5 separate regions of the Mus musculus genome follow, and regions 1, 2, 3 and 4 are each linked to region 5. Evidence: chromatin contacts called from public Hi-C, HiChIP or PLAC-seq and promoter capture Hi-C data. All regions are on one chromosome and are shown on one strand. The core of a region is the stretch at or near the end of the contact, and the rest is flanking DNA. Distances in the headings are between cores, read along the strand shown. Region 1 overlaps 1700112M02Rik (a long non-coding RNA gene). Region 2 has its middle 280 kb from the start of Gm41000. Region 3 has its middle 180 kb from the start of Gm41000. Region 4 has its middle 130 kb from the start of Gm40999. Region 5 holds the start of Irx1 (Iroquois homeobox 1).

What was found. Promoter capture Hi-C pulls out the DNA fragments that hold promoters and counts their contacts. A called contact is a pair of places that touch in the nucleus more often than the background predicts. HiChIP or PLAC-seq counts read pairs in DNA pulled down with a chosen protein or histone mark.
Region 1: a contact with region 5 is called in an H3K27ac HiChIP or PLAC-seq map of stem cell-derived neural progenitor cells, with 4 times the contacts expected there. The contact joins the enhancer-like site here to the promoter of Irx1 in region 5. A contact is called at or near these places in 1 of 39 promoter capture datasets (the C10 cell line), 3 of 484 Hi-C or Micro-C datasets (cerebral cortex and embryonic stem cells), 12 of 115 datasets of contacts at active chromatin or transcription factors (astrocytes, embryonic basal ganglia, embryonic hindbrain and 6 more) and 2 of 9 other capture datasets (adipose tissue and liver).
Region 2: a promoter capture Hi-C map of embryonic stem cells shows a contact between it and region 5, with 2.6 times the contacts expected there. The contact joins the enhancer-like site here to the promoter of Irx1 in region 5. A contact is called at or near these places in 1 of 39 promoter capture datasets (embryonic stem cells), 4 of 484 Hi-C or Micro-C datasets (cerebellum and embryonic stem cells), 6 of 115 datasets of contacts at active chromatin or transcription factors (the SCID.adh cell line, embryonic hindbrain, embryonic midbrain and 3 more) and 1 of 9 other capture datasets (pancreatic islet).
Region 3: an H3K4me3 HiChIP or PLAC-seq map of the SCID.adh cell line shows a contact between it and region 5, with 29 read pairs. The contact joins the enhancer-like site here to the promoter of Irx1 in region 5. A contact is called at or near these places in 2 of 39 promoter capture datasets (embryonic stem cells and hippocampal neurons), 9 of 484 Hi-C or Micro-C datasets (the Patski cell line, adipose-derived mesenchymal stem cells, embryonic stem cells and 2 more), 11 of 115 datasets of contacts at active chromatin or transcription factors (the SCID.adh cell line, astrocytes, craniofacial prominence and 8 more) and 3 of 9 other capture datasets (adipose tissue, embryonic stem cells and liver).
Region 4: a contact with region 5 is called in a Hi-C map of adipose-derived mesenchymal stem cells, with 2.3 times the contacts expected there. The contact joins the enhancer-like site here to the promoter of Irx1 in region 5. A contact is called at or near these places in 2 of 39 promoter capture datasets (the 3T3-L1 cell line and 3T3-L1-derived adipocytes), 4 of 484 Hi-C or Micro-C datasets (adipose-derived mesenchymal stem cells, embryonic fibroblasts and uterus), 1 of 115 datasets of contacts at active chromatin or transcription factors (embryonic hindbrain) and 3 of 9 other capture datasets (adipose tissue, liver and pancreatic islet).

Annotation. Positions count from the first base shown.
Region 1 is chr13:71,506,539-71,510,193 of GRCm38.p6, reverse strand. The region is part of intron 1 of 1700112M02Rik (a long non-coding RNA gene); the gene reads right to left. Among named protein-coding and RNA genes, the nearest start is that of 1700112M02Rik, 21 kb to the right of the region's middle. Within about 2 kb of position 2,398, at least 60 of the 459 cell types and tissues checked have an H3K27ac peak or open chromatin away from gene starts, as enhancers often do. A contact at or near this core is called in astrocytes, embryonic basal ganglia, kidney and 2 more, where this site is marked.
Region 2 is chr13:72,252,369-72,255,706 of GRCm38.p6, reverse strand. No RefSeq gene overlaps it. Among named protein-coding and RNA genes, the nearest start is that of Gm41000, 280 kb to the left of the region's middle. Within about 2 kb of position 1,961, at least 5 of the 459 cell types and tissues checked have an H3K27ac peak or open chromatin away from gene starts, as enhancers often do. A contact at or near this core is called in embryonic stem cells, where this site is marked.
Region 3 is chr13:72,357,143-72,360,637 of GRCm38.p6, reverse strand. No RefSeq gene overlaps it. Among named protein-coding and RNA genes, the nearest start is that of Gm41000, 180 kb to the left of the region's middle. Within about 2 kb of position 2,212, at least 5 of the 459 cell types and tissues checked have an H3K27ac peak or open chromatin away from gene starts, as enhancers often do. A contact at or near this core is called in the SCID.adh cell line, where this site is marked.
Region 4 is chr13:71,657,149-71,660,543 of GRCm38.p6, reverse strand. No RefSeq gene overlaps it. Among named protein-coding and RNA genes, the nearest start is that of Gm40999, 130 kb to the left of the region's middle. Within about 2 kb of position 1,298, at least 14 of the 459 cell types and tissues checked have an H3K27ac peak or open chromatin away from gene starts, as enhancers often do. A contact at or near this core is called in adipose-derived mesenchymal stem cells, where this site is marked.
Region 5 is chr13:71,961,753-71,965,377 of GRCm38.p6, reverse strand. It overlaps Irx1 (Iroquois homeobox 1), which reads left to right and starts at 1,655. Exons shown (of 4, transcript NM_010573.2): 1 at 1,655-2,165. The coding sequence starts at 1,890.

The DNA of each region.
Region 1 (3,655 bases), core at 1,149-3,648, 460 kb after region 5:
ATTATATTCTACCACTGAGGGGAGCACCATTGGCAGGAGCTTGAAGCACCTGGTCACATGACATTCACAGTAGAGACCTGAGAGACAATTACATACAGTTAATTACAGGTGAGCTCACTGCTCACTTGTTCCTGCTAGGTTCTCCTTATCCTTTCTTATATAATTCAGGATCTCCAAGGCAGGGTGTGGTACCATGCACTGTGAGCCTGACCTTCCCACATCAGTTAACTTCATTATGACAATCCCCATGGATACGTCACAGTCCAATCCAAGGCACACAATCCCTCAATGACTCTTTTCCCAAGTGATTCTAGGCTGTGTGGAGGTGATGAAGGTGACCATCACAGTAATGGAGGGTCTACTGGGACCGCAGAGAAGGTATTTCTCAACAGCCACATCTGAGTTATTGACACCTCAAGCCCAAGGTAGGGCCTTGATTAAAAAAAAAATCCCTCAGTTGTTCAGGTCCAGTCCCACTGGTGACCAGCCAATGCATAAGTCTCCTACAATGCACACTAGTTTGTATTCCTTTGGGGGGTAATTTCACAGCCACTTAGAAGGCCTCCTTTCACACTGTCTGATTTCACTGATTTATCAGCCAAAACATAGCTCACTCCCTAGAAGAAGTGAAAGACAATTTTTTTCTGGAGTCAAATATTGGTGGTCCAAGTTGAGAAAGAAACATGGACTCGGGTTGCCTCAAATACCTTCTCCAATGTGTTAACAGAATCATGGCACTTTTATAGTTATAGAACAAAAGCAGAAGTCATAATCTAAATAGTTCCCACGTTCATGGGGACATCAGGTAGGCAAGTCACAGAAAGCAAGGATCTCTGCTATAGGCCTAAGATGAAGTCTGATGTCATTCTTCGTTGTTGGATAAGAAGACATGCTCTCTTAAGTTGGTACTTCTGAAAAAGGTTTGCTGTGACAGTAAGAAGGATGCTAAGTCAGATGCAGAGGTGTGCAGCAAGTGACCAAATTAAGGAGTTAAAGTTAGCTCAAGACAATCTATCTGCCTCTAGACCATCAGCATCTCAACACTCTAGACACAACAACAAAGTTCTAAGCAGCCATCAGGACAGCAAGGGTGGGGTGGGGTGGGGCTTTAACACAAGCATAGCTTGGAAGTTCATGGTATTAACCTTCCCGCCTTTACTACACTCTCCTCCTGTGAAGGTGTTAATTTCACAGGATGACCGGTCTCTTTTAGCCATCCTATCCACTGAGGCCGTGGAGGAGGGTAGGTGTATCCCATAGAGCTGGGTTCTCAGGACCACACAGAAAGCAAACAATAGAGCACTGGCTCCTGACCCTCCAAAGACCACAGGTGCCAGAGATGGAAATGATCCATGAACACATGACCATGATGTGTCATGACTTCAAATACAACATGAAGTTTGTCCTCTCATGGGTTCATAGAGGAGTTCATACTTAGCCCTGACTCTACCACCTTCAGCAGCCCGAGTTCTGTGTTCTCCCTGAAGGATGACACGTCCTAGGGGATGTTATCATGACAGGGTGTGGTCAGGGTGGAGAAAAGCAAACCTGAAACAGGCTGCTATCACATACACTGCTGTTCAGAACAGCCACATTGCTTGGGCTTCATCTATACTCATGTTCTGTTTCTAAAATTATCAGTATTCATGGCAGGCTTCTTTGCTTTCCTTAAAAAAAAAATCCTAATCTCATGTCCTTCTGAAATGCCTCTCCAAATATGAAGACATGGTCGTTCCTTGACTCACAGCCTTTGGCAACAGTGTGAAAGGGCTGGCTAGGCCATTTATTTACTCTGCAGCCTGAATTCCGGCTGTGGCACTGGGCAGAGCTTGAACAGAGCTGTCTCCTACTCCGGAGCCCGTGCAGGTGGTGGCGGCTTGGTTATTCTGTTTACAAATCATTAATGAAGTGATTGTACCTCCTTTCACTTGCTAACACTTTGGAACTGTGTGGAGTGATGCATTCTTAAGCGAGGGACACAAGAGCAGAGAGAAGCCCACAACAGCCTTATTATGAGGGCCACACAAACTCGGCAACGCTGGGGTTTATATTAACCCAATCAATTAAGGAGCGATGGAAAGGCCAGGCCCAGGGCACTGGGAAAACCTGACAGCCAAAGTTGCTTGGGGCTCAGTGGTGCCCTCCCCCCTGGAGTTCTCTATCCCCTGGCTGACCACGCTTTCTTCCTGCATGATAAAAGGCCTTTTCAAAGCAGACCTTTGCTGGGGGACACACAGTGGAAGTCACCACATTCTCTGAATGCAATAAATGTCTCTTTTAAATTCGGATGAGGCTGGTGTAAACTCTCTTTAGTGGGGCACTCTTAGGGTTCCGCAGGAAAGGCGCATACATTAGACTACACTGTAACCTTTTGTGCTCAGCCCATCAGCTCTCTCCTGAGTCCCTAAAGTAGGGGGATCCTGCCAGGGAAACAAGTCACACCCTCCACTGAAGCCACCTTTGTGTAGGCCCTCATTTGCATAAGCAGCATGCTGTCACTGGGAAGGCAGATGGCTCCGGGACTCTATCCCAGCAGAGAGGGAACGCAGACAGAGTAGGTCTATTACTGGGGCTTTTCCTTAAACGCAAACATTTCTGGGGCTTCTGGTTTCCCAACTGTAAAGAAATGGGTGCTGGGCAGTGGCTTCTGGGTTTTGTCCAGCCTTGTGGCTCTGCGCCTGCGCACTGAGCACGCTGGCTCTCATCCCTTCCCACATACTATACTGCAGAGTGAACACCACTAACCTACAAACTCCGCCTCCAAAGTTACCTGTGCTGCTGACTCTGAACTTTTACGTGTAGCTACGGGGAAACTTCAAACACCTTTTCATAGACTGTACATGGATTCGGGGTGATTTAAAACTGGATAAAGGTCAGGAAAGCCCTGTTTCTCATTGCAAGCTAGATTTTGTTTGTGGTTTTCTGTGCTGATAAGCCCCTCACTAAACTTAGGAAGGTTACTCTGCACCCTGTGCCGTTCACAGTTCTTGAGCGTGGAGGGATGGTGAAGGTCAAGCCTCTGGGAAAGTCACTTGCCTTGGTATTTGTAGTCATGGTTCTATCAATGCTCTGTTGGGTACCGGGATGTGAGGAACATCCCATCATGTCCCTGAAGCTGCAGTGAGTAAGCCACATGTCCCTGGCTGGGTGTGTTCACACCCGGTAGGGTGACAACATCAGTGTCTCCCTGGCTCTGGGAACGTGAGTATATAGTTAAATATCCTTCAGCACGACTGAAATGTGGCACTTTCCCCAGGAGCTTCTAGAGGCACGTAGACATTCTGTCTCTTGTGGCAGAGTTCCTTGGGAGTTTCCGTTTGTTACGGGCTGTGAGTAGGGATAGGTGATCATTTTAGAAAATGCACCATCATTCACTAGGTTTTGCAGGACCCCTCTCTCCTTCAAAACAAACAAGAAAGGAGGAAGCAAGGACCAGACCACAGGTCTGCTATTCAGTTGTGCAGAAAATGCAAACAAACTTTAAATATGGGGTTTTTGTAACTATGTTTTACTAGTTAGGAAAAAAATATACCACAATGTTAGCAACTCTGTCACAGTTACAATGCTTTGCTGGATACATGGGCTTTCTTTTCCAACTGTGCCTGGTCTCCTCCCCTCCCCCTCTCCTCTCTTCTCTCTTTCTCTCTCATCATGC
Region 2 (3,338 bases), core at 712-3,211, 290 kb before region 5:
TTTTGTCATTGAAGAAAGTTAGAACAAGAACTTAAATAGGACAAGAATCTTGAGGCATGAGCTTATGCAGAGGCCGTGGAGGGGTGCTTCTTATTAGCTCAGGCCCTGTGGCTTGCTCAGCCTGCTTTCTTATAGAACCAAGTCCACGGATGGCACCACCCACCACGGACTGGGCCAACTTACACCAATCACTAATTAAGAAAATGCCCTATGGGCTTGCCCTATGTTATAGAGGCATTTTCTCAATTGAAGTTCCCTCTTCTCAAATGATTACTTGTGTCAGGTTAACATAAAACTAGCCATCAGAACCCCACAACAGCCAGATCTATAACTGTAAAGTCAACAGCTGAAGAGCTTACACTCAGAAGGCACTCTGCCTAAGTGAAAAAATACAGTCCCAGAATGCACAAGTTAACTGATTTAAAAATCCAGTGCTAAAGGTTCATTTTCTTTCTAGAAATAGATGTTTGTCCAAGGAAGTTCCCAAGACTTCTGCATGAGATAGGCAATTGCAATTAATGTTGGTTACCCACCTGAACTGAATAGGAAATGCTTATTATTAAAAATACCGTGTATTTGCTATTGATACAGAGACAGACAGATTGATCAATGAAATTGAATTAAAGATCCAGAAATAAACACACTAAACACACATACCTACATACACTTCATTTTGACAAAGAAGCCAAAACCATATAATGGAAAAATGATGCTGGTCTAACTGATTGAATGTCTACATGTAGAAGAATGCAAATAGATCCATATTTATTACCCTGCACAAAACTCAAGTCTAAGGGAATAACGAACCTCAACAAAAAACCCCAAATATACTAAATTTAATAGAAGAGAGAGTGAAAAATAGCCTTGAACACATTGGCAAAAGAAACAATTGATCCTTCGCACTCAACATAGTTACTGTGGCCCTTGTGTATCATGAATGCCCCCTCCTCACTCTTATGTCTGATAAAACTCTTAGGTAAGTGCAAATAGCTCCCAGATTTTCAGAAGTATAGGGCAGGCAAATGAACTGTTAGGTCAGGCTGGAAGTTCTGTCTAGGGCTGAGGAGAGGGCCACAGTTTTTGTTCTAGAATCTGGCCTCTCTGCTGCTATTCCCTTGTTTTTGCGATGAAAAGGCTGATTTTCTTCTTGAACTCATCTTCCTCCTACAACTGTCCCATTCTTATAGAAAGAGTTGTCACCACATTGTGTTTCCATGATACTGAATTTGGAAGAGTCCTGTTTTGGAGACCACAAGGTTTTGGGGTTCCTAATATACTTAGTCTATGCCTAGCAGATCCAGACCTTGACCTGATGGGACTTTTAATCAAGGCTTCAGGGAAGTTTCCAGTCACTGCAACACAGAACATGCTCCCTTCACAGAAATTACTGACTTTTGATAACTTTGAATCACTATTAAGGTTTCACATACTCCATCATTACCAGCACTATTGGATACATATTTATCCCAAACTCCTGGTGCCAAGATAGCAAAGGAAATGATTTATAATCCAGCCATGGAGTATAACTCTGTTGGCACATTGCTCAGAGCATCAGGTTTCCATAGAACCAGAAGTTCTGAAGTGCCATTGGAGTGTCCACTGAGCTCATCCTCAGAACAAAATCTCTTAAGAGTTATCCTTTCATGCTTCTACATGAGTAAGTAGCTAGTTTCATGCATGTTTGCCATTATTTCAACAACAGAGCCTATAGACCAACCCTACATATTTGGGAAATACATTCTTGATGTTACAGACTAGCTCCAGGCTTTTCAGTTAGTTGTTTTGAAAGAGTAGTAAACTCAGTGCTCCAAGGTATGCTAATCATAAAACAGATAGCGACATTCCTCCACCCACCCGCTTCCTGGGTTCAAGGAGTGTTCATTCAAAGAAAGTCACCCTGACCCACCCTGACCATTGCTGGAACCTGCAATGCAAATGTGCTATCGTTAGGGGCTCTTAGAAACTGTCTTGAGAGTTAACAATTACCAGGTGTTGTGTCCGGCCAGCAGACCACAACTTGGGTTCTAGCCTGGAAAGGCATTTTGGAAACCTGGAAGAAAAGAGGGGCTAGGTGGCGAGAGAAAGAAATGTAGCCAAGACAGTTATTTTGATCAAAGCTCAAATTTTATTGTTGCGACACTAGTTATGAAGGAAGGGGGAGGGGACCCGATTCCCGCCGAATAATCTCTGGTCCAGTAAAAAGGTGAGCACGTGTGTGGCTCCAAACAACAAAGCGACAGGTTCCAGCAGTGGGCGTGGCAGAACGAATGAGCAGGAAGCTCCACCCCTGAGCAAGCAGGTTTCAGGCTGGGGGAGGGGAGACTACAACAGACCTCAGAATCTCAGCACGGGCAGCAGTGACTTCTGTACATAGACATCCAGTGGTGCAAGGAATAGAGGAGACAGAGAGAATTTTTTGCACCTTATCCCGAACTTGCTCGGGGTAAACGTTTAGAACCCTTTGGCATAATTGCTTTTCCTGGACATAGAATGATTTTCAGAGCCAGAAGCAGATGCATAATTTGAGACACCACAGCAGAATTCAAAGGCCAGAGCCCCCTTTAAGGATTCTGGGAGTATTTTAAGATGGTAACTGGATGTGGTGGCTCTGGTCTATGATTTCAGTACTTGAGAGGCTGAGGGTAACTTGGATTGCATATTGAGCTTGAAATTGGCCTGTGTTACAGAGTAAGATATTAGCTCAAGAGAAAACACAAAGAAAATCCATCAAACAATAATCTTAGATGGAGCCCTGTTGATGAAAAAATGACATAGACTACAGGAGAGCTAATTGGTGTGACTTAGACCTTGGTTTCCTTTTAACATCAAGCCTGTCTGGGTGACTTGGAGATGCCCCATTCCCAAGTGTAGCCCATGATCCCGGCTTCCAAATCTTGCTGTCTGAGGTCTCCCATTCATTCATGGTGTCCCTGATGAGACATCATTGACTTAGTAGGAGGACACTAACTGAGGGGTCATGGCAGAAGCCTAAATGCAACCATGTAGGTTTGTTCATCTATAGTAAGACATATGCTCCACATGTATTTTAGCCTTTCAGGTATTTGTAAGAACAACACCACACAGCTTGTAAGCTGGTAAGCTGACATCATAGAGTCCACCAATGCTGATAATGTGTCAAGCAACCATGGGACTGTCAAAAGCAAAATAAAGAATGAAAAAGAAGAATTTATTAGAACTATTGGTCTGTACACTAATTTTAAGTGTTTCACAGTCAAAGTCACAACATCAGGTCCATTGCTGTGATAGAAGTTGAAGGTAGTACCCTCTAAGAGAGCTCCTGATAGCTACAGAGAGATCTCTTTATGATACATTCAGAA
Region 3 (3,495 bases), core at 963-3,462, 390 kb before region 5:
GCTTGCCTATCAATCCCTAGAAGCCTAGAAACAAACTAACACACAAACAGCAAACATGAATTCGGCATTCACCTCTCAGTCTTAAGTGTTTGACTGTGACTCTCAGTGGAGAATGGAGGAAATAGTGAGCTCTAGATTCGGTGGGAAAAGATATTAAGAGAGGAGGGCACTTGATAAGCTCTCCTGGTCTCTACACACTATATACCTATACACACATACACTCATGGTGCACATACATGTACACACACATGCAAGTGAGTCTCAACAAAAATACTTAGTCCTACCTTGCTCAGGTTTGCTGGGAAACTGATACTTGATGAACAGACCTAGAATCATTTTAGAAGTTCTGTTTTCAACGCCCCCTTCCCCCGGTTGTGGGACTGAAGTTTCAACCCTTAACAAGATGTTTATTCCACACCCTCTAAGGCTCATGGGCATTTCAGAAGAGGGTCATGATGAGAAGAATATAAGAGTCCAAAGATAGAGAGAATTATCAAGACATGCAATCACTTGGGCAAAACATAGCCATTATACCCATGAACTCACGCCAGGCGCTTACACTAGATCTTCACAAAGATGTGCCTGCCAATAGTGAAGTGTAGGATGAAGAGAGGCTCAGAGAGCTGTGACCATCAGTGCTGAACTATGCTACTGATAAAGGAGGCAGGGAAAGTATTTTTTTCATTTGTCTCTCCACTAGTGACACCACCAAGCTCCTGTGGGGAGTTCCAACCCAAAGGTCACAAAGATGGCTCTGATTAAAGTATATGAGTCACAAAATAAACTCCAGAATCATGAATCTGGGAGAAGGACGGTAGGAATGGGGATTAAAATAAGCATGATAGAGAATAAAAGCATGAGATGAAATTAATCATATGCACATATTCATACACAAATACATACACACAAAAATATACATGAATATACTGAACACACTTCCACAACTACCCATTGTTAAGTGAAAATAATCAACAGAAAAGCAGCCAGAGGCCTTTGGCTTGAAGCCCTCATGGTAGTCGCCTTCCTGCTTTGCATCACAAGTAGAGACAACAAAGTTTCTCAGGCTCTACCTGTATTCAAGACTCGGATGTTGAGACATTGGGTTAAACTTCCAGACTAAGACAGGTACAGTAAGGTGATGCATGTCTGTAATCCTCATATTGGGGAGGCGAAGGCAGCAGGACTGCCAGTTTAAGAGGGGCCTGATCTAAGCAGCAAGACTCTATCTAAGAAAGTAGAAAATAACATAAGGCAATGTCCGGCTGAGCCGGCCATGTGACCCAACCCAGCTGTGCAGCATGACCTTGAGTAGTAAGAAAGCATTGCAGAAAGCAAAGCACAGGACGGGCGCTCACTAGACAAGGAACAACAGTTTGCTTTTGATGCCGTAAAGGACCTTGTGCTTTGCCTCCAGTCACCCAACACACTGAACAAGCGGAGCACCAGAAACACTTCCACAAAACCACTCCAGATACAAAGATACAGCAGGAACACCATCCACAATGGCTGCCTCATGTCCTCAATAACTGATCATACCTTAAAGACGCCCCGACAGAACCTGAGTCAACTTCTCAAGCTACCACACAGCATCCAAGTCCAGGACACATAGCCCAGCACTTTGTCAATCAGATACCCAGCCAAGCAGCACGGTAAGGACAAAATGCCTCTCCTTCCACCAAACGGCAGAAGGAAGGATCTTAGTCAAGGAGCCAGGTGCATCCCAGACCTATGCTGCCTTTCACCTGGGCTCAGTTTCCCACTTTGAGAAAACTTTTCCCTGAGGAGACCATGTGACCTTCTTACTACCTTGGCACTGCCAGTTCTTTCAGGCTTGAGTAAAGACTTCTGCATCTGGTCACACCGGGTGAGCCTGCAGGTGCCTCCAGAGTCTGCCCTGCCTACAGGGACTCCAACTGAGAATGGGCTTCTTTCTTGGTATTCTTAACCAGTCGCTGGCAATTCATTAGTATTTAAATTTATGCTAATTTCATCAAGGTGTGAAAAGATCTTTTTCTTGCATATACATGAAAGGACCATATTACTATTCAACAGCTTCTTCCCCTCTTTTTTTTTTTTTTTTTTTTTTTAACCCAAGAAAATCTTGTCTTCACCTAACAAAAGAAAGCAGAAATAAAAAGGCACAGTGTAGGAAGAGCGGAAAGTGAGTTCTTAGCTTCCCCGTGTAGGAGTGACACTCCATCAGGATATCAGTGATCACTAGAAAAAGCACACGCTAGCTGATCAGTACAGAGAACAGCCACATGGGGTGTCTGGAACCCTGGTCCTTTGAAAGAACACCCTGAAATGTCATTTCCTTGTCACCCCATTTACTCAGGCATTTTTTACAACGACATGGTAAAATGCTGCGTGGTTCCTCTCAGCGTGTTCATTCAGAGTGTAGAAAAAAAATCCTCAACCCTGGCCAATACCCTCACCCTCACCTCGACATCAGAATGGAATGAGAATAAGCTCTGACTGCAGCTGCTCTCTACACCCTTGTCCTGAGAGTCAGGTCACCCAAAACTCAGCTGCGTCCCCTGCAGGACCACCTGAGCTGAAGGATCCCAGTCCGTATGGCTTCGGACCCCCTCTGATAGTGCTCAGTGAGGCCATCATTAGGCCTTGTCTTCCACCCTCCTCATGATGCAGTTTAGTGATGTTAGGTTGGCCTGTGCGCCTGTCTGATGGCAGATTGTGCCACTGCTGTATAGATTTACTGTCATTCTGCACGCTGCCCCACATTTGACAGAGGCCACATGTAGTGCAGTGGGAACAGGGCTGGGTTAAGCATCCCTGCCTCTTGGATGTAGCTCACAGGATTCCCAGGCAGGCAAGACAAGTCGATGCCTCATCACATTGATACTGATGACAGGTGGATCTTAGTGTCACTGTCCTGGCAGTCAACCTCACCTTACCGAGATAAGGCAGGCACTCCCAACCCTCCCTATAGACAGTAAGGGGTCCTGCTCTTTTGCTGGGGAAGAGAAAAAACCTAAGATGTAATCTCTAACCCTAATTGATTTTAATCCTTTGGGTGGGAAGTATAACAGCTGATCCCCTTTTAAAATTACCTTTTTATATGTACAAGTGTGTTGCCTGTGTATATGCACCATGTGTGTGTAAATGTCTGAGGTCAGAAGAGGGTGCCAGATTCCCTGCCACTGGAGTTATAAGCAGTTGTTAGTCACCAGCTGGCTTTCAACCCAGTCCTCTGCAAAGATAGCAAGTGTCTTAACTGATGAGCTTTTTGTTTTTGTTCTTGTTTTTCAGCCCAATAGCTGCCAATTTTAATGAAGAAAATATTCTTCTGAAAAGGAGCTCTCAAGTTTTGTGGTATAAAAAACAAACTTTCCTCCTCTCCTCCCCCTCCTCCTCCTCTTCCTCAGATTATTTATTTATTTATTTATTTATAATTTAGCTTTTACCTTTTCAGTTTGTTTTAGTACAGAGTGACCTGCAACTTGAGGAGATACTTGCCTCAGTCATCCAGAACTT
Region 4 (3,395 bases), core at 49-2,548, 300 kb after region 5:
TGGGAAGAGGGTGAAAGGGCATCTACATCATGTTTGTGAAATCAGTGTGACCCTTGATGGCACCGAGCAGCCTTCAGGCCTCAGTCGTGATACGGTTGCATTCTTCTATATTCTGATCCTGCTACTCCATACTCCTTGGGCAGCCTTTATTTTGGGGGAGAGGGAGGACTCTCTCTCTGTATATATCTGTCTGGGTTTTCTATTCAGTATTACCTTCACAGGAACATGAATACTCACCTCAGGATCCCTGCTGTCTGGGGAGGAAAATTGGAGGGAGTTCCAGGTCCTGTGGTAGTCCTGTGGGAGTTCCAGGTCCTGCTGCAGGAGTGTTTCATCACCAGTGGCAGAGCAGAGGGCTACTGAGGTGCACAGCTACAGGAGATGCTGGCTTTTCTACAGAGGAACCACTGCAGGGCAGCAGTAGCAAGAGGCTTATTACCAGGTATCTGTCTGTCCCTTTGTCCCTGGGTTGCTGCTCTACCTTGGTTAGATGACAATCAGCATAATTTCCACCAACTGCCATTTCCAGGCGTTAAGGCCAAGGGTGATTCCACAAGTCTGTGGACAGAACCTCATCTTCACTCTTTCCTAAATATAATGTTAAAAACTGACTTCTTTAGAGATGTCTCCATCAGCCAGGAAGACAAAATAGTACTTTAAAAAAAGACATTAGCCTCATATTTACGTGAAAGATCATGACAACCTGGTAAAACTAGGCTGCCCGTACAGGGCTATATATTTTAAAGGACCTTGTAATTTATGTTTTGAAATTTCTTTCCTACACGGTTGTAGAGTGTAGTTGAAGCTTCTGACATTTATAATGGAGCAGCAGAGATCTGCTAGCTAAATGGTATGCAACATTCCATAAATTACAGCCTGAAATTTGTCTTAGTGTTCCAGTATCCTTGTGACAGGTTTTTCTCTGAGAAGGAAAAAAAAGTGGGGGGGGGGTGTGACATGAGTGTCGAAAGGCAGAATCCATCTTAACCACTTCGAAGGCCTGCCTGACTAGAGAGTTGCTCTGGGATACTCAGGATGACCGTGTGGGGATACTCACCTGGTGGGTTATTTCACTAAATGTAGAGAGTTCTTGTTGGGACCAATCCCAGTCAGCTATCACAGGCACCTTGCCCATCAATCAGGCAGGGGTCTTCCAGCTTTATTCAAGTTGACAACGGTTAGCTGCCTGCTGTCTGTGTCTAGTATCTTTTGCTGCTTGTGTGCCTGGTTTCACTTGGGGTCAGGATCTTGCTACATAAGGGAGTTTCTGAGTTCCTTCACAGTTGACTCATCCTAGAGGCCAGGACTTGTGAGTAACAGCTCTGGAGGTGTTGTGTGACAACTCTGGAGAGGTGGCAAATGGGATTTTCTTCTCTTACTGTCTTGGGTTCAATTGCGCTCCTGAACTGTGAACTAAAGATGGCAAGACTTCATGGGCGTGACGCACAGGGACAGAGGAGAGTAACATGAACCCAGGCAGTCAAGATGGCGGCCTGGAAACCCTGTTTTGTAAAAGGCCAGGATGTGGAAGTGAATCCAGTTTTTGCCTGTAACAGCCAAAAACAATGAGCATGCACTGTGTGAGTGTGGGTCAGTGAAACTCTCTTCCCAGAGACAGACTGGATTCTGGACTTGTCCCACAGGACACAATTCACTCAGTCTATATGAAAGATGTGTTTCAAAATATTTTGTTCAAGTCTCCGTTCCAAGATCTGTAACTCCCAGCCCTCGTTTGCTGATACAAGCCTCAACCAATGGTTATTGGTTAAACCCTTTCCCCTTCTCTCCCTGTGCTTCTTGAGCTTTTCAGCCTCTCTAGCTCTGGCACAGACTCCCTGCACCCCTTCTACATTTCTGGGAACACACTTCTTCCTTCTCTCACAATCCCAGCTCTCTGGGAGAGCAGCTCGAAGTATCTCATAGTCATTCATTCTTTCCAAACTTAAAGCTCACACATGCACACAACCATGTCTGTTGAATGTTGTGTTTCCAGAAGGGTCAGTGCTGCCAGAGGTCTGCTTTCAAAAGAAAATGAGAACACCCTTCCCTCATAAAACATGAGAGAGAGAGAGAGAGAGAGAGAGAGAGAGAGAGAGAGAGAGAGAGAGAGAGAGAGAGAGACTAAATTAGAGATCTCCATCGGATCTCTTCTCTAGGAGCTCAAGGAAAGTCCCCCAGAAGAGAGGAAGGAAGGATTGTAGGATCCAGAGGGTCTGAAGACACCAGGAGAACACCCCCCACCGAATCACCTAAGCAGGGCTCTGACTCAGATATTTGAATCTCCAATTGGTGGTGCTCTTTGGGAGGTTTAGGAGGTGTGCATTGCTGGAGGAAGTACATCACTGGGAGTGGGCTTTGGGAGTTTAAATCTTTAAGCCACTTCCAGGGTGTCCCCTTTGCTTCGTGTTTGTGACTCATAATGTGAAGTCTCAGACTCTCACTCCTGGTCATGCCTGACACCTACTGTCACGTTGACTGCAACAAATGAACTCTAACCCTCTCTAACTATGAGCCATAAATGAACTCTTTGTTTTAATAATTTGGCTTAGCCCTGGTGTTTTATTACAGTAGCAAGAAAGCAAATAAGACTGATTATACAATTTTCAGAAAAAAAATTAACCAAAGACCCTTTCTATAAAAACTCCTAAGACAAAATACTGTGATAAGCATCTTTAGAAATGGAGAGACCCCGTTGGAGCACCTCATTCATGACTTAAGTACAAGGCAATGCACAGTCCCTTGCTGGTAGACCTCTGTTCAATGAACAAATAAATATTGATGAAATAAATTGATCACTTTTCTGACCTTATCATCAGTTTCTTTTCTATGACTAATACCCATAGTTATGCTAAAAATGTTTTGACAAGTATTTCTCAATTACAGACAAAACTTAGCTTCAATATCCTTGAAAAATACAGAACTAGAAATATGGCATTTATGTCTGACAAAGAGTTTTCCACTAAAATCACTCTATTAACACATGAGGATGAAGTACGTGTTCTTTTAATCCCATTAGTTTCTGAAAGGTATGGAAATCAGGTCCTATGAATGTTTCAAAATCAGCTCAAAAAAAAAAAAAAAAAAGGACAAACAATGAAAAACACATCTTCCAAGCATGTTCGTAGCTGCTAGCCATGGAACACACTCCATGCAGAGCTCACTTGAGATAGGATTGGCTGAGCACAGAGAGTGGAGGTACCATCTTTTATTCAGTTTAGTCCACAGTGAACAATAGCAATGGAGTGAGAAGGTAAATTTTAAAGTGCATGCCAAAGAACTTAAAGGGAAAGTGCTAGCAGGATCTTGAAGAGCAGATGTGGCATTTGTTGGGACTCCATGTACTACAGGAAGTGTGCGATAGATTCAGACCTAGGAAGGATGGATGGGGTTTAGAT
Region 5 (3,625 bases), core at 406-2,905:
AATCCAAGCAGGAAAGCAGGTCCTGACATTCCAAGGGGTGTTGGGGTCATGAAGTAGGCAGGGTCAGATGGAGGAAACAGCCTGATTAAGTGAGAAGATCCAACCCAGAGCAGAGAAAATGAAGATTACCTGATTTTCCCACTAGTAATTAGTAACTACTTTTAAGAGCTGTATTGTGCCTAATTACAGGCAAGGTTTAGTATCTGATTTCAAGACCTATAAGTGAGGACTTCCTGATGTTGCAGGAGACACCAGGCAAGCAAGTGTGCCTTAGCTGGTGTCCAGGGTCCCAATGGCCCTGGACAGCAGCATTCCAGTATGCATGTTGGGGCTCTCTGTCAAACCTGTCACTGTACCCCTTAATTCTCTGAGTCTGAAATTAGACCCTGAAGGTGAAGCTCCACCAGCACCGTGTGATGTGACACACTCAAGCCTCTGCCACATTATAGACAGCAGCAAGAAACGAGGCACTAGGAGTCTCTGGACATTTTGGTTCTGCACTTCCAATACCAATCTAGGGCACCATGAGCAGAAGCATCTTTCTCTGGTCAGCCGCACTGATTGAGAGAGGAGAGAGGAATGAGCATTTCAAGTCTGCCCTGAGAACAGAGCAGCCAGGCCCCTGGCTTTCAAATTGCCTGGTTCTTATTTTCCCAGCGTTTGAGATAGGAATTGGGCGGGGATGGGGGGGGGGGGTGTCGTGGGAGACTCAAAGACAGGGGACTGGCGGCTGTCCTGTCCTGTTGGACTGGCTAGTCGCAGCGCCACCTCAGGTACCTGAGCTCCACTCGTGTTGACTCTCCGCGTCTGCACACCTAGTGGACAAACGCAGGAGCCCAGGCCTTTCAGGCTTCTCCCAAACTGGAAGAGGGTGGTAGATGACTGTGGGCAAGATTTGCCAGTTCTTTTACCTTGCGAAGGTCCTTCCCCTCCTACAATTCTTTCCCCCACCCTCTAGGAGCTCTCCTCCGCTAGGCAGCGACCTCTCAGCTGGCTTGCCCATTTTAAAAGTTTTTATATTTGGAGAAGCTGACAGAGCGCGGCCGGCCACAACCCGATTCTCCAAGTGCAAGGGGGGGGGGGCAGCAATTTCCAGAGTATCTGTTGATACCAAGTGGGGCCAGAGAGACGACGCACCCTGTATCCGAGGTGTCAAGCCACGCGTAGATTTATCTGAACACTTCAGCCAAATATGTCCCATGGAGGTGCTGCAGAGCCAGCCACAGAGGAAAGGCTGTTCGCTATAGACTGTCCCCTGGCCCCAGGCCTCTTTCCCTGCCACCCCAGCTGTAGAAACGCAATCCCCGAGTTGCTTTTGTTAAAAGGGGATGGGGGAACAGATCTCCGTTGCAAAACCGGGTGTCAGACAGCTGTAAACCGGTGTCGACAGGTTGTCAAAAGCCGCGGGGGCTGGTTGGGAAGGAGCCTGCGGCCTCCGGACCCACACCAGCAGACGGGCCGTGCGCGCCCACCGGAGGAGGAGGTGGCCCGGCGGGCGCGGGGCACCACGTGCTCGCCGTGAGGGGCGGGAGCGGCCAGCGAGGGCGGGCTGGAGGCAGGGAGGGGGCGGGAGGGGAGCCAGGGGCGGGGCCTGTGCTCAAGGGGATGCCAATCAAAGCATCAACTTCAAATTGTGTCTGAGAGCCCCGCCGCCGAGCGGAGGGCGGCCGCCGCAGTCGGCGCGCGATCTCGGATACGGGCGCAGCCGGGAGCCGGGCGCCGCCAGCGAGCACTGGGCCGAGGAACAGCGAGCGGCCCCCGCCCCCGGGCCGGCCGGAGCGCGCCCGGCCCGCGGCCCGCAGCCCCCGAGTCGCGCCTCCTCGGATCGCCAGCCGGTCTTCTTGCCCGCGCAGTTAGTGTTGCCCTCCGCCACCACCGAGCCCGCGGACATGTCCTTCCCGCAGCTGGGCTACCCGCAATACCTAAGCGCCGCGGGCCCGGGCGCCTATGGTGGAGAGCGCCCTGGGGTGCTGGCTGCGGCCGCGGCTGCTGCGGCCGCCGCCTCGTCGGGCCGTCCCGGGACTGCGGAGCTGGGAGCGGGCGCGGGAGCGGCCGCGGTCACCTCGGTGCTAGGCATGTATGCCGCGGCGGGACCGTACGCGGGCGCACCCAACTACAGCGCCTTCTTGCCCTATGCCGCGGACCTCAGCCTCTTCTCGCAGATGGTGAGTGCTCCCGCCTCCCGCGCGTCCTCCTGGCCCGCACCCACGGGAGATCACCGCGCCTGGGGACATCGGGAGCGGCTGGCCCAACAGAGAAACAGAGGATCCGCAGGCAGTGTCTGGGAAAGGAACGAGAAGGGTCCTGCAGAGGGAATCCGGTGGCGGAGACCTCTTTCCCTGGGGACTCGGGAGTGCCCAGAGGCCCAGGCAGTGACCACTGTGGTCTTGGGAGGTTGGAGACCGGAGTCGAAAAGCGGGTTGCGCGCTAGTGGAGAGAAGCCTCCAGAGAAGGCCTGAGACCGCGGCAGGCTCTGGAGGTCCCGGGCAAAACCGCCAGGCTCCTCCAGTGCGACAGGGCAGGCCCGCCGGGCCCCCTCAGCCAGGGCCGCTTTACTAACACTGCCCTAACCTGGCGGCCGGCCTCGCCTGAGCGCCGCAAGAGCTTTCCCTTGGGCCCAGAAGACCTTCCTTCTCCCTCTTTGGCAGAGCAGAGATAGTTGCCCTAGACTTTGCCAAAAGGAACCGGTTAAACCTAGCGGAGTCGATCAAAAACATCCCAACAAACAATAGACATCAGCAGAGCAGAGAGGTCTCTTAATGGAGTGTGTAGGGACCATAGGAATCGGGGCTAAGAAATACTAAGTTGACATAAATTCTGGCTTCCGAAACGGTGTTTGCCTTTACTTTCGTAAGTTGCCAAACTTTTCATTTGAGCCGAAAGAAAAGCACTTTTCTTCCCGTGTTACATAAGGGAGAGTTAAAGGAACAGTGTCCCAGAGCTTAAAATAAATGGTGCTCTCCGATCTCCTGTCCCAGTGGGTGTCAGATGGGGGTGTGTGTTTAAATTTAATTCTCCACAGGAGTATTGGCCTGTCTGTCCTTCCGAATGATCACTTTTCCTTGGTTTAACGGAAAGGTCGGGCTGCTTAAACTTGAGGCCGCTAGCAAATTGCGAGGCGGGCACTGGTTTTTGGAAGGCAGCCCCCTGCTGCCCTGCTATCTTCTGGATAGAGCAATTTCCAAGAACCCTGAATTATCCAGTCTCTGGCAAAACAGACCAGACCAGACTCCTTTAAAAGGTTGGCCTCCAACTGTGCAGAAGCAAAGCGGCTAGCGCGATTTTCCGAACTTTTCTTGTAGTTTAGAAAGAAAGCCTATTTCTCAGTGGTCCGGCCAGCCAGTTGCCTTTCGGATGCTTCCCAACCAGGAAGATCAACCCCCATTTTGTTCGGACAGCCAATATGCCCCGGGAGCGATGAGAGATTTACAAGGTGCCCTTTCAAAAACAATTCCCAGCAGAGACGAGGCCGAATTTCTACTTTACGATTACAACTAAAATAATCTTGAAAAACGAAATGTACATTTTACAATGGCGAGGCACAAACGAATTCGGGCCAAAGAAGCCTCTTAGGCGCGGCCTCGATCGCTAAACTAATTAGCCAAAGAAATAAGCTTTTAGTAAC